Linked DNA regions of Capsicum annuum: region 1 is linked to region 2. A link is a contact called in public Hi-C data. All regions are on one chromosome and are shown on one strand. The core of a region is the stretch at or near the end of the contact, and the rest is flanking DNA. Distances in the headings are between cores, read along the strand shown. Region 1 holds the start of LOC124885115 (pentatricopeptide repeat-containing protein At1g56690, mitochondrial-like). Region 2 has its middle 58 kb from the start of LOC124896106.

The links. Hi-C and Micro-C count contacts between places; a contact is called where the count stands out from the background.
Region 1: a Hi-C map of pericarp shows a contact between it and region 2, with 2.6 times the contacts expected there. The contact joins the promoter of LOC124885115 here to the enhancer-like site in region 2. A contact is called at or near these places in 4 of 5 Hi-C or Micro-C datasets (bud, leaf, pericarp and 1 more).

Annotation. Positions count from the first base shown.
Region 1 is chr1:135,337,760-135,342,684 of UCD10Xv1.1, forward strand. LOC124885115 (pentatricopeptide repeat-containing protein At1g56690, mitochondrial-like) reads left to right here and starts at 2,441. Exons shown (of 1, transcript XM_047407491.1): 1 at 2,441-4,642. The coding sequence starts at 2,441. The coding sequence ends at 4,642. It also overlaps the pseudogene LOC107879745.
Region 2 is chr1:135,260,199-135,265,166 of UCD10Xv1.1, forward strand. No RefSeq gene overlaps it. Among protein-coding and RNA genes, the nearest start is that of LOC124896106, 58 kb to the left of the region's middle. Within about 2 kb of position 3,108, at least 1 of the 5 cell types and tissues checked has an H3K27ac peak or open chromatin away from gene starts, as enhancers often do. A contact at or near this core is called in pericarp, where this site is marked.

The DNA of each region.
Region 1 (4,925 bases), core at 1,191-3,690, 77 kb after region 2:
AAGTGATTGATTATATACCATCTTAAAAATACAACTCCACTCTCACTACGGAGAGTGTATTACACTTGCGCAACATCAGTGCCACATCACCGTCATATCGGAGCCACGTAAATAAAGTATTTTAATTTTTTTTATATATACATATAAATAAAATATATAAAAATATATGTATATAAATATTTTATATATATATATATATATATATATATATATATTTAAATATATATAAAATATTTAAAATTAAAAAAATTACCCTACCCCCCATTTTTCATCTTTTTCATACGCTCCCTCTCCCGTCCATCACACCTGCACACCCCGTCCACCCCCACACCTACACACACCTTCATCCACCTCAGTCCACTCCCCCACAACCACACCTACACACACACATCATATTTTTTGGCGAATTCTGGTCGGAAAACACCATTATCATCATCGAAAAATACCATAAAATAGTGATAAAAAACTCAATCCGCATGATAAATTCGATCAAATCAACACCCAATTCTCTAAAATCAACAATCAAACATTCAAACCATGTATTTTCTTTAATTTTCAAATTCAATTTGATGACCCCAATTATTAGGAATGCTTGTAAAAAATTCATATCCTCAATTTCTGTTGAGGTAAAAAATCTACACTATTTGAACTTATATTTATTTTTTGCAAGGTTGCAGATGAAAATGACATTGAAATTCGTTCGTCGATGTGTGTGTTTTTTTTTCCGGTCAGCCGTGTGTGTATTGTGAGTAATATGTGTGTTTCTCTGTGAAGCTGTGTGTATGTGTGTAACCATGTGTGTGAGGTGTGAGTATAGCTGTGTGTGTCAAGTTAGTGGGTAGGATTAGAAGAAAAAAAATGAATTTTGAGAAGATTAAAGAAAGAAAATGGGTGGAAGTGATGAAGAAGAAAGGGGGTGGGGTATGTTTTTTTTTTGGTATTTTTTATTTATAATAAATAATTTTGATTTTTTTTTTAAAACTCACCTGATTTTTTATTTTATTTTATTTTAATGCCACGTTAGCTGTAAGGGTAGAATTTATTCACTTAAGAAAGATTTAGGGGGGTAAATAATTATTTATTAAGTTTAAGTGTTAAAGTAAGTTGTCGGGACAAGTTTAGGGAGGTTTTAATGTATTATTTCAAAAATTTATGAAGTTGAAATTGGAGTAGAAGATGGACTTTAATTTTTAAGAGAATATTCGAGATGGTATTTAAGCATATTCTTCACTTGTTAGAAAAATTTATGAAGTTAGAGTTGAAGATGAAATTTTATTTTGAAAAGAATATTTGGGACGGTATTCATGCTTGAATGTATTTTGAATACACTTCAAAAGTAAAAAGTGGGTTGAAAAATAACCAATAACATGTTTCCAAATTCAAAATACAACTTCAAGTTGAATTTAAAACTTCCATTATAAACTGATATTCAAATAAAGTAAACAATTATTATGAAAAAATATGAATATTTTATATGGCTAAATATCCACGGTAAAACTTCTTTTTTCTTACCCACCTTATCATAAATTGACCTAGAAAAAAACCTAGCGATATATCGAAATTTCGATATTATATATCATGTGAAGTTTGATAAGGAAATCTTATTATATCTTCTTCTTCTTTAATAAACATTCAAATTCCTATCTTGGAACCTTTCTGTGTTGATTATAATTTATACATAAACAAAGTTCGATCGTTATCTTAATATAATTCACACTAAGTAGTGGATAATATATATATATATATATATAAACTATTAAAAGATTTTACTTTGAATTAGGGAATAAAATTTTGTTGCTCACTGTATTTTAATATTGATCGGTACAGAAGGTGAGTCAAAAATGGTATAAGTTGTGAAGCCACATGATAATTTATTCCAATACGATAAAAAAAATGCTATGTCAATTTATTTTAATATAAAAGCTCAACTCAGAAATAAAATATTGTCTACTTGTTTCATGTTGCTCTGATCTCCCTATGCTATCTGGGCCAGGAGCCATGATAAATTGTTGCTTCTTCCTCGTTGTTGATAAGTGTTCCTGAAGAAAGAAATCATAGATGAAAAGAATGTGAGGAAAATTCTCAACTCGAAATGTTAGAAGATATCAAATCAATAGATGTAGAAAGAGCGATAATTTATTCAACGACAGCTGCTCACCGACGAAATTCGTTGATTTTTAGTTAGTGAGAGGTTCAATGACATGTTACGAGCACTAGTCATACCACCCCACACCTCCTCATCTTTCCTCCCCCCCCCAACAAAACCAATTGGACTAAAATGATATAAATCGAAAATTATCATGTAGCAAAATGTCCAACTATAAACTTTAATATAAAACTTATAGGGACTAAAATAGAACACCAGAAACTTCATTCCTTCTACTGACATCCTTAATTCCCAGTGGGTACCACCTTCGCATGCTTAGAGTACTACTCCTTAATGCGACATTTTCTACTTCTTTTCTGCTCACAAAGAATCCAACAAAGCTTTGGTTCATTGATGCACCGCTTGTTCTTTGTTCAACAATGTCGGAAATACTGTCACAAATACACCATTACATCAAATTCTCAGATTTCTCAATTTGCTCGTTTGGGCCAAATTCAGAATTCCCGGAAGGTGTTCGATGAAATGCCCAACAGAACTGTAACTTCTTGGAACTCAATAATCGCTGGGTATTTCCAAAATCAACAACCCCATGAAGCACAGCGTCTTTTTGATCAAATGAGTGAACGGAACATTGTTCTTTGGAATGGGTTAATCTCAGGCTATGTAAAGAATAAGATGGTGAAGGAAGCACGAAAGGTGTTTGACAGAATGCCGGAAAGAAATGTAATTTCTTGGACTGCTATGGTTAGAGGGTATGTTGAGGAGGGGTTGGTGGAGGAAGCGGAAGCATTGTTTTGGCGAATGCCGGAAAAGAATGTAGTGTCATGGACTGTGATGTTAGGTGGGTTGATTCTAGAAAGGAGAATTGATGAGGCTAGACGGCTTTATGATATGATGCCATTGAAGGATATAGTTGTGAGGACTAATATGATTTGTGGGTATTGTCAGGATATAGTTGTGAGGACTAATATGTTAGGTGGGTTGGATGAGGCTCGCGGTCTCTTTGATGAAATGCCGCGAAAGAATGTGGTTTCTTGGACTGCAATGGTGTCAGGATATGCCCAAAATGGTAACCTGGATATTGCTAGAAAACTTTTTGAATTCATGCCTGAGAAGAATGAGACATCATGGACTGCAATTGTGATAAGTTATGTGCAATATGGTAGATTTGAAGAGGCGTGGAAGCTTTTTGAGCTGATGCCTGTTAGAACAACTCCTGTTTGCAATGCCATAATATTTGGAGTAGGACAGAATGGAGAGGTTGCTTAGGCTAGGATGGTGTTTGATCGTTTGATGGAGAAAGATGATGCAACATGGAGTGCAATGATCAAGGTTTACGAAAGGAAAGGATATGAGTTAGAGGCGCTGGATTTATTTCATCGAATGCAAGTAGAAGGGTTTAGGCCAAATTTCCCTTTGTTGATAAGCATACTTTCAATTTGTGCTAGTCTTGCAAGTCTTAATTATGGTAGAGAGGTACATGCACAGTTAATCAGAACCGACTGTGATGATGACGTGTATGTCTCTTCTGTATTAATCACGATGTACATCAAATGCGGTACTTTTGTCATGGCCAAATTAATATTTGATAGATTTTCTCCTAAAGATGTGGTCATGTGGAATTCTATCATAACAGGTTATGCTCAACATGGATTAGGAGACGAAGCTCTTGAAATATTCAGAGAAATGTGTTCCTTAGGTATTACCGCAGACGAGGTTACCTTTGTTGGAGTTTTATCTGCATGCAGCTACACTGGGAAAGTGAAAGAAGGGCAAGAGATCTTTGAGTCCATGAATTCAAAGTATCAGATTGAACGAGGGACTGCACATTATGCTTGCATGGTTGACATGCTTAGTCGAGTTGGCCGGTTGAATGAGGCGATGGATCTGATCAACAATATGACTGTAGAAACAGATGCAATTATTTGGGGTTCTTTGATGGGTGCATGTAGGATGCATATGAACCTAGATTTGGCAGAAGTTGCTTCAAAGAAACTTATACAGCTTGAACCCGAAAATTCTGGGCCCTATGTCCTACTTTCTAATATTTATGCATCCAAAGGTAAGTGGACTGATGTTGCTTCACTTAGGAAGTTGATGCAGTCTAGGGAAGTGGTTAAATCACCTGGTTGTAGTTGGCTTGAGGCAGACAAAAAAGTGCATATGTTCTCTGGTGGACAGAGCACACCCCATCCTGAGAATGATTCAATTATCAAAATGTTAGAAAGGTTAGGCCCTATGTTAAGAGAATCTGGATATATTCCTGATGGAAGCTTTGCTTTGCATGATGTGGAGGAAGAAGAAAAGTTGCATAGCTTGAATTATCACAGTGAGAAACTAGCTGTGGCTTATGGACTTGTTAAATTGCCTGAAGGTGTGCCTATAAGAGTAATGAAAAATCTCCGGGTTTGTGGTGATTGTCATTCTGCTATTAAATTAATTGCTAAAGTCATAGGACGAGAGATAATTTTAAGAGATGCCAACAGATTTCACCATTTTAAGGATGGACTATGTTCTTGCAACGATTATTGGTGAATGCTCCATTACTTGTGTGCATAATTCATTAAAAAGCAGCTTTAGTGGTGGGGTCAATGGCGACTATGCATTAATTTAGCAGGCAACTGTATTCGCTTTTAGTCGATTATGGAAGAGTATCATAAAACCCACTAATGGTGAAAATTTAATCTCAAATTACTGGAGATACAATGTATGCTCTATAGTACAAGTATAGAGGATGTATTGTCAACTCACAAAAGAAGACATTGGTGAACATAAAAGAATGCAATGATTAATTAAGATAGTGCTGATTTTTGTTCAA
Region 2 (4,968 bases), core at 1,858-4,357:
TCGATCTAAAAAATGACACGAAAACGATTCATGAATTCAAAATTCCATTTCTTAGCCATTTCGCTAGTTATGCAGCTTTTTTTGAATTTTCTTTTTTTAAACAAAAAAAATTGTTGATTTTGTAGTTTTTGTTTTACTTTTGTTGTTGCTCTTTTTGCTGCTTTTTTTTTTTTTTATTATTATTATTATTATTATTATTATTATACAAAGTGTATAAATTGTATTTGTTTTTTCGCTGTTGGTTGTTGGTTTTTGGTTTTTCTGCTAGTTGTGTTTTCTTCTTTTTCTCTTTTTTTGGTTGTAGTCGATTACTTTTTTAATTCTATCAATAAAACAATCAAATAAAATTTTATAATTTTTTAAATAATTAAATACAAATTTATAATATCGTAACAAAATAAAATTTTATACTTTTTTAAAATACAAATTTTTACAAATAATATATTTTAATGGCACATATACATATTTTAATAAATGATGATACACTTTTTACCACATCTTGTACATATACATATTCTATACAACAATGATATAATTTCTATATGCATGTTATACAATATTTCATACAACAACTATACACTTTTATACACATTCCATACAATCTTTAGTTGTAATTATATATATTTTATACAATAATTATACAATGTTTATACAATAATTATACACTATGAAACAATTTATATAAAATAATTATAAAATCTATATACAACAATAATACAAATTGATATAATTCCTATAAAATAATTATACAATAATTATACAGTTTCTATACAATAATTATGGAGATAGATATTTTGCACAACAATTAAACAATTTCATAAAAATATTATACATGTTCATATTTGAATAGTAATGATTCAATTCCTATACACATTGTATAGAAGTCCTATACAATAATAATTATGCAGATAGATATTCTGCACAACAATTTCATAAAAATATTATATATGTACATATTTGAATAGTAATAATTCAATTTCTATACACATTGTATAGAAGTCCTATACAATCTTATACAGTTTCTCTAGAAATTTTATACAAATACATACTGTAGACAATAATTATACTATTTTTATACAACTATCACGGCCCGATTTCTCAAGTCATGATGAAGCCTACCTTACCTTATTCCCCCAGTAGGCAAGCCAGGCTAAGCCATAACCTAAAATAATAGGTAACGGGCTAATAGGTAGAAATCAGAAAAGATCGTGTATAATGGTAGCAATAGCAATAACAAGCTAGAAACGGAAGGGAAACATATATTATTTATCAAAACGAGAGAAGGAAAAGAACCAAATATTCAAACGAATCCCACCCAAGATCGAGTAAGGTCGGTACTAGAGTCACTACTGAAAGATACCCAGAATACTAGATAGAATTCAAGATATACACAATATATACAAACAACCTCCAGTACAAAAGGTTAGAGTGGAATAGATAGAGGAGGATCAGCCTCGGACGACAGTAAGCTCACCCTCAGTACTGAAAGGTAGGAACCACGTCAACGCTAGTTGCTACTACTTGGATCTGCATTAGGGGAAAGATGCAGAATTGTAGTATGAGTACCAAAGCAATAGGTACTCAATAGGCATCATCGACTGCCTGAGCTTAATACCGAAAAGGTATAACTAAAATGCGAGGGTGTAGTCTAAACCAATAATAAACAGGGCTAGAAAAGTAAACAACTACCAAGCTACGCAAATACGATAAAGGAATAAATATAAGCGATACAGAAAATAAATAACGCAGTAATAACAAACAAATCAAACATAACCTAATTGCGCCCCACAAGCCCGCTGGACACACTGAAGAAGACAATTAACCCAATCGTACCCCCATAAGCCGGTGGAACACACAAGAAACAACAAATAAAAATAAGCATAAATAATCTGTAACTGAATTCATTTCACAAAATCACAGTAGTCATCCAGATGTGCACCGAAATTTAATCGGTGCCAATGGATAGTAATGAAAGGCCAAACACCGGACTTGAACTAGTAGTTATGGATAATAACGAAAGGCCATATGTCGAATTCGAATTCGAACTGAAAATATTGAGTAACAAGAGGCCACATATATGATATACAACAGAACTCATAATCAAATGTCGGACTCAAACCGAAACTCAAAGGAACCACAACCATAATCAGATGCCGGACTCGAACCAGAACTCAGAGGAACCACAACTCCCAGAACAACCATAATCAATACCAGAACTCCCAATTCATCAAAACCAGATGTCATAATCAATACCAGAACTCCCAATTCATCAAAACCAGATGTCGGGCTCGAATCGAAACTCATAGTAACACTAAAATCCATATCATACCATAATCAATGCCAATGTGGTACTAAAATTCACAATTAATGACAGAAATAAAGTATATGTTGAACCTATGGGGAAACTAAAAGACATTTAAATAACCATTCACAACTATTAATTAAAAAGGGATAAATTCAAGATTTCACAACTTAATTTCATGTCTAAAGTGATGGATGCTATATCATCCTAAAACATAAGACACAAAAACTTACTAGAACGAGGTCCTAACCATATATATATATATATATATATATATATATATATATATATATATCACACGGTACAACTACAAGTACTTATCCAAAACTAGTATAATAGTATACAATTTCAGTAAATAAGCTCAATATAAATGTACGATAAGCCTAACATACCTAGATGTCAAGCTAAAAAAAACTTCTTCAAGAAGCCTCTGAATAGTGTCCCGCTACAATCCGAACTTGAACTTGATATAAATAATCAATTTTCTTTTTGAGGATCGAATATAGCATCACACTATTTTTCTGCTAAGTATATTGATTCACGAGTACCCTGTATGCATTTTCATATACAATATGTGTCCGTATAAAGCTTGCAAACTATATTTACTAAAATCTTTAATGAAATGAAGTACAAAATGTTCAAAGTGAAGAAAAAGTTAAAGTGAAGCAACAACCTTTTCATTCATAATTGAGTAAAGTATATATTGAGAGAAAGTGAGGATTTATCCTTTTTAGCAACATATATTTGGCATGTATGCCACATGTAGCACTTATAGTACTTATATGGCAAATTCATTGATAAGTGGCAGCTTCCCTCATCCTAATGCATGTGTAATCTATTACCATTATCTCCACGTGTAGTAGAGGTGCTAATGTCACCTAAATCTTTATCTCATTAAGTACGTGTTAGGGTATTGTATAGGATCAAGTTAAAATAAATATAATATTTTAAATATATCATAATTAATAGAAAATTATTTTTAAAAAACTTCTTTTATATAATAATAATATTTTAATATATCTAGATTTATTATCTTCACTTATAATATTAATAGATTATAAAAAGTTATTATAAGATAATAAATATATCATAATTTAAAGAATTTTATACGTATCAAAAATATTTTAAAAGGATAATAACTTATATTTCTACTAAATGTCAATTTAAATTAAATATTTCATAATGTATCAGATATTACTAAAATTTTCGAATAAACCACCTGAGAATCGAATTATCAATCCTAATAAGTCATAAATAACTTGGGACAGTTATGAAAACACTCTAGACACCGAAAATATATTAAAACAGGGTAAATGACCTCGAGGGTCATTACAACAACCTTCATTTCTCCAATTACTAAGGATTAAATTTAAAAAGTGAAGAAAATCAATTCTTCTAACTATCTTCATCATATTAACTACAAACAACATCCCCAAATATAAACCCACAAACGAGATTAAAAGAGGGTAGAATGTACTCACAATAAGTAAACACTAGACTATCAAAACATATACTTCCACTAAAATTTCAGTCCTAAAATATAATTCAGTCTAGAATTTCAGAATAATTATGCTGTCAATTTTTCACAGCGTACAATTCTGAATTTCTAACTGAGGTTGTTAAAACACATCATACATAACACAAAATTTAATATAGATAAATCGATTTTCAAGAAACAAATAAAACACGCAATACAATTTTAATAAAAAAAACACTTGGTATAATGACCAAAAGATATTCAAATCGCTCCCCAAAAAAATTTACTATTTTATTTTATTTTCTTAAAATAAATAAAAAAATTACAATCTGAGGCAAAGAATTAAAGGACATACCGGAGAAACAATGGAAATGAGCAATTAGAATAAGAGATTTTTTTTTTAAAAAAAAAACAGAGTAGTGGAAAATGAGAAAAGGAGAAGTAGAGCAGAGAGAGGGGGGGAGGAGGTGAAGAGCACGAAAATAGCTCAAAATGAAAGTGGCTATTTCTTGGAATTATATTGACCGACCGGTCATTTTATGTTCAAAGGCCCAATCTTGGGCCATTTGTTTTATAGTGGGTCATGTTGTGTTCTCTACCCAAAAATTATTCAAGGGAAAATGACACTCTATAACACTTTTTAAAATAAACAATCCAAGTTTTAAAACTTTTCAAAAAGTGATTAGTCGGATATACTATTTCTATTTATAATCATTTCCTAATTTAGGTCATTTTGGCCTACGTAATTCATATACAGTTCATATACAATGTTGATACAGTCTATATACAATGCTGATACAATATTCAACTTGGACAATTCGGCCCTTTTAATATATATTTTTTTGCTATAAATTTTTTAACTGATCAAATATTCTGTTTTTTTTAATTATTTAGAAATAATAATTAAATTATATAAAAGCGTCACAGCTTTGGAATCCACATGCTAGATGCGAGGTTTTTTGTTGAGGCACAACTTTTATTCCACGGTTGTACCATCGCCTTATTGTGTTCCAGTAGCCGCACTTGCTACTGTCTTGGTGTTCCAAGGCATTCTATCTGGTTTAGCTACCCTTCTTCTTCTGGTGTGCCATGATGGTATGGAAGATGAATTTTCTCTGGCAGTTGCAGGGCACTTCTTTGACTGAGCAACAAGGGCTTTAGAAGTTACACCGGCGATATAATTGTTAAA